2 separate regions of the Mus musculus genome follow, and region 2 is linked to region 1. The links are chromatin contacts, called in public promoter capture Hi-C maps. All regions are on one chromosome and are shown on one strand. The core of a region is the stretch at or near the end of the contact, and the rest is flanking DNA. Distances in the headings are between cores, read along the strand shown.

What was found. Promoter capture Hi-C pulls out the DNA fragments that hold promoters and counts their contacts.
Region 2: a promoter capture Hi-C map of trophoblast stem cells shows a contact between it and region 1, with 8 times the contacts expected there. The contact joins two enhancer-like sites. A contact is called at or near these places in 7 of 39 promoter capture datasets (the 3T3-L1 cell line, cranial neural crest, embryonic stem cells and 3 more), 21 of 484 Hi-C or Micro-C datasets (the Ba/F3 cell line, the NIH/3T3 cell line, brain and 9 more), 2 of 115 datasets of contacts at active chromatin or transcription factors (both in embryonic stem cells) and 1 of 9 other capture datasets (adipose tissue).

Annotation. Positions count from the first base shown.
Region 1 is chr11:104,202,160-104,205,912 of GRCm38.p6, reverse strand. No RefSeq gene overlaps it. Among named protein-coding and RNA genes, the nearest start is that of Sppl2c, 18 kb to the right of the region's middle. Within about 2 kb of position 1,967, at least 4 of the 459 cell types and tissues checked have an H3K27ac peak or open chromatin away from gene starts, as enhancers often do. A contact at or near this core is called in trophoblast stem cells, where this site is marked.
Region 2 is chr11:104,276,362-104,280,114 of GRCm38.p6, reverse strand. The region is part of intron 1 of Mapt (microtubule-associated protein tau); the gene reads right to left. Among named protein-coding and RNA genes, the nearest start is that of Mapt, 47 kb to the right of the region's middle. Within about 2 kb of position 1,679, at least 34 of the 459 cell types and tissues checked have an H3K27ac peak or open chromatin away from gene starts, as enhancers often do. A contact at or near this core is called in trophoblast stem cells, where this site is marked.

The sequences.
Region 1 (3,753 bases), core at 718-3,217:
GACATAGCCCTCTTGGTGTCTGCACTTCACACTTCTGATCTCCAGCCTGAAAGAATAGATTTCTGATGTCTGAAGTCACCAGCTGTCCCAGCAACCACAAGAAACTGGTAGGAGCCAATGATGGCATTAAAACTCACCAACTGGCAGGCATGGCTCACGCCTTCAATCTCATTGTTTAGGAGGCAGAGGCAGTGTGACCTGGAGGCCAGCTTTGTCTACCTGGCCAGTCAAGGTTACATAGTGAGATCCTGTCTCAGGAAAAAAAAAAAGGAAGAATAAATGAACTAATGAAAGAAACAAAGAAACAAAGAGCACAAACAAAGCTTGGATGGGGGACTGTTAATGGAGACGTGACAGCAAGCTGGGAACCAAGTGGGTTTTTATACAGCAGGAGCAGGAAGCAGGTAGCTAGTCTAGGTTGGTGATCTCTGTAGGGGAGCAGGTGGTCTCTGTAGAGGAGCCGACTCAGGCTGCTATCATCCAGCACACAAGTTGCTCTAGGTATTTCTCTACACACCATACACTGTCTACATCTGTATTCAGATTAGGTGAAAGTGTCACCATTCCCGTGAGTTTGTCTGAAGCACTGGCATCCATGAGCATTGTGAGCATCCACAACATGACTGCACTCGTGTGAATAATTGCCAACACATTCACTTAAGACTTTATCTTCAGCCGGGCGCGGTGGCACACACCTTTAATCCCAGCACTCGGGAGGCAGAGGCAGGCAGATTTCTGAGTTCGAGGCCAGCCTGGTCTACAAAGTGAGTTCCAGGACAGCCAGGGCTATACAGAGAAACCCTATCTCGAAAAAACAAAAAACAAAACAAAACAAAACAAAAAAGACTTTATCTTCTCTTCATGCTTCTCAGTTTCCAGAACTTTGAGAAGTAGATATCTGGTCCTCTATGCCTCCCAGCCTATAGGATTTTGTTAGAGCGGAGCAAAAAGACACACAAGGAGCTTCTGGGGTTCCATATTGGTGACTGCTAGGCCATGTGGGGTGGGAAGAGGCTGGTGGGTCTTCATGCGTCAGCCCCTGTGCCCTCATCACCCATCTGACCTTTGGCTAATTCATTGAAGCCATCTTAGACCAGCAAGATGGGCTCCTGGCCAAACAACCAAACCTAGGCAATGTGGTTCCTTTTCTAGTCAATACCAAGTGAAGAAGAGGCTGCCAACCTCGCATATCTGAGCCACCTGGTCCTGTGGGAGCACCACCTGGTCCTGTGGGAGCACCACCCGGTCATGTGGGAGCACCACCCGGTCATGTGGGAGCACCACCCAGTCATGTGGGAGCATCACCCAGTCATGTGGGAGCATCACTCTCTCATGTGGGAGCATCACTCAGTTGGTCATGCGGGAGTATCACAGGCATAAGGGAAACATCCAGAAAGAGGAGTGAACTGTATATACAAGGCAATAAAGTGGCCTTTGTGGGGTACATCAAGTGGGGGTAGGGAGTGAAGCTCAGTTGTCAGAGTGCTTGCTTAGTGTGCATTCAATCCCTGGCACCTCAAAACCAGGCAGCTTGGTACACACCTGCTAACCTGGCACTTGTGGAGGAGGCAGGAAGATCAGAAGTTAGGTCATCCCCAGCCATGTGGTAAGTTTGGGATACATTCAACCACATCTCAAACAAACCAACAAAACCACAAAAACTGAAACCAACAAACCAAAGGGAAATAAAAAGTAGAGAAGAGGGGGTAAAAGCCGAACATTTATTTGCTTGGTATGTGCGTGACCTTGGATTTCACCCCTCAGCACAACAGGAAAAATATTTTTAAAAACTTTATTATTTGTGTGTGTGTGTGTGTGTGTGCATGTATGTGAGTACATGTGTGTAAGTCAGAGGACAGCAGTGCCCCTGTTTTTCTCCTTTCACCTTTACATGGGCTATAGAAACCAAACTTGGGCCCCCAGGCTTGTGTAACAAGCAGTCATGTTGAGCCATCTTTATAGCCCCAACCCCCCTTTCCTGGCCTGGCGGTGCAGGCCTATAATCCTGGCACTTTTGAAGTGGGGGGAAAGCAGTCTGGGCTGTATGGTGAGTTCCAAGACAAGCCTTAGTTGTTAGACCCTGTCTAAAAAAATTAGGTTCAGCACTGTATTATGCTATGTTTGGAGTTCATTTGTTTGTTGCTCCTACAGTAAATGAAACAGAGCATTTGGGGGGGAAAAGCCAATCACCCACTGCCTCCGAGCCTCACGTCTCAGAGGCAATCCACTGTCAAAAGTGTCTTATGTGTTCATTGTTTTGGACAAAGGTGAGAATATCCTTCGAATCTGGTCTTCAGCCTTGGCCTTTTTGCCTTAACTACAGAGCCCAGACTTGCTTCTCCAGGGCTAGCTTACAGACCTTCCTCCAGATTGGTGGCTGTGTGTTGTTTCCACATGCCGTGACTCATGCCTGTGAATCCCTACTATCAAAGGTCTGGCAGGAAACAGACACCACCCTTCCTGTCTGCATCTCAGGGGCCGAGAACATAAACCAAGCAACACCAGGATGTCCTTTTAATTGTTCCTCTATAGTTCAGAGTAGTTCTTGGGCTTGAATAGTTTGCCCATACATTATATAACCACTTCCCACACCATGCCTCTAGACTGGGCTCAACAAACTGCTGACCTGTCCTACCATCTGCTTTTATAAAGCTTATTAGAGCATAGCCATGCTTAGCTACTTTCCTGTTTCTGCAGGGTAAGATATGCTAACTCATGTACTATCTTGTGGATTCTGTGAGTCAGGAGACAGGTGGTAGATTAGCTGGGTCCTCTACCCAGTATCTCACCAGGCTGAATTCAGTTTCCACTTGACCTGTGATCCCAAGGGGTCCATAGTCTCCTAACTTTTGTGTGTATGGTTGTTTTGCCTACGTGTATGTCTACGTACTGAAAGAAAGATGAAATTTCAAGACCTGTAAGTCATATAAAGTACTCAGAAATTGCTGGTTGTTTGTGAGCCTAGAGGCTGCCTGGGACTGAGAACAAAGAAAAACAAACCTGGGCATGCCCCGTCGTTAAAACATTCCTGGGAACAGCTTAACCATAAAGATAAAGAGGAATGTGAGGACATAACAGGGCTATCTGAACTGAGTCAACAACTCACAAAACCCTGACCTGCACATATTCTTTTGCTGATGTTTGAATAAGCCAATAGTGTGTCGCTATGCTGAATTCCCCACCCCTAAGCCCTTTACCCCATAAAAACCCCTAGCTATTGAGCCTCGGGGTCAAATCCACTGTCTCCTGCGTGAGATACCTTTTAACCCGGAGCTCCATCATTAAACTGCCTCGTGTGTTTGCAACAAGAAGGAATCTTGTGTTTCTTTGGGTGTGCTCTCTCTGCTAAGACTAGAGTGGGGGCCCCTGAAAGGGGGTCTTATAGTACCAAGTGAATTCCTGATCTCCTATAGAGCTTAGAAGAAGACACTGGATCTAGGAACTGGAGTCACAGATGGTTGTGAGCCACTGTGTGGATGCTGGAACTAGAGCACAGGATCTTTGACAGGACAGTCAGTGCTCTTAACCACAAAGCCATCTCTCCCTCTCTTTAAACAGATCACCTGATTAAGCTAGGCACTCCCAGGACAATCTTTCCATTGCTTTGCTTCTTCACTCAAAGTCAGCAGACTAAGCCTCGTATCTGTTTTCATTTTACACATGGTGTGCTATGGCCACTGTGAAGGGATCACTTCATAGCCATAGATTCTGCCTTGCATGGAGAGGAATACTAATCCAGCAACATAGATCTCT
Region 2 (3,753 bases), core at 430-2,929, 74 kb before region 1:
GCAGGTGCCCTTAGGATCTGGTTCCTTCTTTATACCCTCCATGGCTGGGCTTGGTCGGCTGGGATTTCAGGACCTAGGAGCCAATCCAAGCCAGGGATGGGGCTCCATGGTAGAACACTAGCCTAGCATGTACACGGCCCTGAGTTCCATCTGCAGTGTAGGGAAGGCAGAAGGAAGAGAGAAGAGGAAGGGAGGGAGGGTGATGAGAAAAAAAAAAAAAGAATGTTCTGGAACATCCTTGAGGTTTCACTGGACCAAACCCCAGAAAGAACAGATCCCTGGAGAGCAAGAGGGGATGACCCTTTCCCAGCCTTATGAGTCACACTGATGACACAGGAGTGGAAGAGGCACGTGGGACACCTGCCTCAGAGCCTCAAGACCTGGCACCAGGAAGTATTTACCAGACACCTGCCAAAGAAGGCAGTTGTTGACAGAGTGCTCCTCATAGGCCCCTCGGGAGCCCTTGCAGGCTATCCTTTTAGATCAATATCTCCATTGACATGACTATTGCCACCTTAACAGATGCACTTCCCCGACCTTTGGAGGCCCAGGGATGTGCAGATGAAGTCCCAGGTCCTTCTGTTCCTGAAGAACAGCGGCTACTCAGGCTCAAAGACATCGGTCCTTCTGTCTTCTGTACAGCCCATTTGCCATCTTGGGTGGCCCTCTCAAGTGTCAGGAGGTGGGCAAGGGAACCCTCAGTAATTGGCCACCTTGCTGACTCTCTGAAACACTCCTGGGGCCCTGCTTGCTCTCTTGAATTTGTCTGCTATTTTTTCCTCGGCTTCTTTCCATGGCAGAGCCTCTGAGCTCACTGTAAACCTTTACGGTGGGCCGGATGAGAATCCCTGATGGGCAAGCAGCCACAGGGACTTGACAGTCTACTGAGGACATGAGTGATATCCTCTGGCTTCCAACCCTGCTACCCTGGGAGCAAGGTTCCCAGTGGTGCTGGGGTCTGGGGAGTGATTTCCCTTCTGGAGCTTCAACTTGCTGGAGAAGTCTACAAATACCAATTAGCAGTTCCCTTCAGGCTCCAGAAGGACGCCCTGGTCTTTCCTAGCTCCCAGATCTTCCAGTCTTCTTCCCAAGGGAGACGGGAACCTCCCTGGACTGCAGACTGCCCTAGTCTGGGGTTTGTTTCTTGAATAGATGTAGCTACAATGGCTTCATTGCCTGGGTCCTGCTCCTGGCAAAACGGCTTATAACCAGCCCTTGAGCTGCTGGAGAGCTCCTTGGGTAAGAGAGGGGCCTCAACACCCTTAGGTAGTTGCATAATTAAATACAGTGGTTCTAAACTCCAGCCCCTGCAGTTTACAGCATCATGTCTGACGTACAACCACGCCAGAAGGAATAATTAGTACCTTCTCATATGTGAGGAAACAGGCTTGGAGACGTTGAGTAACCCGTGTAGCTAGGGCAAGCAGAGTTCGAACTCAGATCTTTTGCCACTAAAACCCATTTCTAAGCGACTGTCCCACATCGCTCGCTTCATTTCCCACAAGCCTTCATTCCCCCGTAAAAGGGCGGAGTGAGGCTGGTCTGAGGTTTGTGATTCAGACGCCTGTGAGACCTGGACCCAGCAGCTTCCTGGGTGCGAGGGGTGGGGTGGGGGGCCCGCGGTGCTCCGGGCAGCGCCGAGTGGGGTTTTCTGCCACTCAGGCCTCGCTAGGGGGCGCCAGACGCCAGACCCGGGTTCAGCTCGGACACCGACGCTGTGACTCAGCGGATCTGCCACAGTCAGGTTCTGCTTCTCAGGAAGGATGGATCGTCCTCAGCAACCTCCGGTTAAAAACCCAAACTGGCCTCGGGTTAAAAGGGATGACTGCATTGCTTTGTGAATGTATTGAAACATCACTTTTACATCATGTTAATTATGTCCATAAAGTGTTGTTTGTCTGTTTTTCTTTTAACGACAACAACAAATTCTAACTGGGAGTTGTTGCACACACCTTTAACCCCAGCAGCACTTGAGAGGCATAAGCAGGCATATCTCTGGGAGTTCGAGGCCAGCTGAGGCTACCTACCTTCCTACATATATACATAGAAACATATGTGTTTCAACAAACAACCCCATCGCCCCAAAGAAACCCACTAAATCTAGAATAGATAGCAGGCAGATTTGGTGAAAAGCAAGTAGAGATAGAGTTTCCAAATTACCTCCCAATGGACATTGCTCTCAAGGGTTAGTTTTGACCACACCACTAGCAAGGCCAACTGGGACAACACAGAAAGACCTGGGTTCAAAAAAATATCAAGGGCTGAGCTGGGCTGTGGTGGCACACACGTTTTAGTCCCAGCACTTGGGAGGCAGAGCCAGGTGGGTCTCTTGAGTTTGAGGCCAGCCAGGTCTACAGAGAGTTTCAGGACAATCAGGGCTTTACACAGAGAAACCTTGTCTGGAAAAAAAAAAAAAATCAAGGGCTTACCAGACGGCTCAGAGGTCAAGAACACTTGTTGCTCTTCCAGAGGACCGGAGGTTTGGTTCCCAGCACCCATCTGGTGGCTCACAACCATGCCTAATGCTGTTTTCTTATCTCTGTGGGCACAGACATGCATGTGGCACAAAATATATATGCAGGTAAAACACCCTCCCATATAAAGTAGGAAATCTTTTAAAAGAGGCTTTTTTTTTTTTTTGCCGTGTTCACTGCATCTCTCTTCTGCTTCTGTTCTGTTCCCCTGGACTCTGTCAGTGTCTGTAGGCAGGAAGCAGGATTCTCCTAAGGGCAGAAACCATGTTGCAAGTGGTTCCTGGTATTGGTTTATTTAATGGCTACAACAGCTGGTTGCTGTCCTTGCTTCCATAGGTTAGAAAGATTAATTTGTCGAAGCCATGAAGAAAGTATTCAAAGAGCCAGGGTTCAAATCCTAGCACTTGGGAGACGGAGGGAATTCCAGCTGTACTGGCTGGTTTTATGGGTCAACTTGACACAAGCTGGAGTTATCACAGAGAAAGGAGCCTCCCTTGAAGAATGCTTCCATGAGATCCTGATGTAAGGCATGTTCTCAATTAGTGATCAAGGGAGGCCCATTGTGGGTGGTGCCATCCCTGGGCTGGATTCTATAAGAAAGCAAGCTGAGCAAGGCAGGGGAAGCAAGCCAGTAACATCCCTCCATGGCCTCTGCATCAGCTCCTGCTTCCTGACCTGCTTGAGTTCCAGTCCTGACTTCCTTTGGTGATGAACAGCAATGTGAAAGTGTAAGCTGAATAAACCCTTTCCTCCCTAACTTGCTTCTTCTTCTTCTTTTTTTTTTTTTTGTTTTTTTGTTTTTGTTTTTCGAGACAGGGTTTCTCTGTATAGCCCTGGCTATCCTGGAACTCACTTTGTAGACCAGGCTGGCCTAGAACTCAGAAACCCGCCTGCCTCTGCCTCCGGAGTGCTGGGATTAAAGGCGTGCACTACCACGCCTGGCTCCCAACTTGCTTCTTGGTCATGATGTTTGTGCAGGAATAAAAACCCTGACTAACACACAGGCTCTCCTCAGCTACATGTCAAGTTTGAGGCTCCGTGAGTTATCAGCAATAGCCGATGTCAGCTAAGGAGTATGAGAACACTGGTTCAACCAAAGTTGAAAATAAAAACCTGGATTCCTCTGAGGCCCTTCTCGTACTCTAGATGCAAATGCCTGTGGTCCAGCTCCTGCACTTTTCCATATAAAGGCGGCTGAAGCAGCAGGCAGTCTTGCCACCACTGGAGCCAAGGCATCGAGGAAAGCCCTCCCGTATGGACACAGAACAGCCAGGGGATC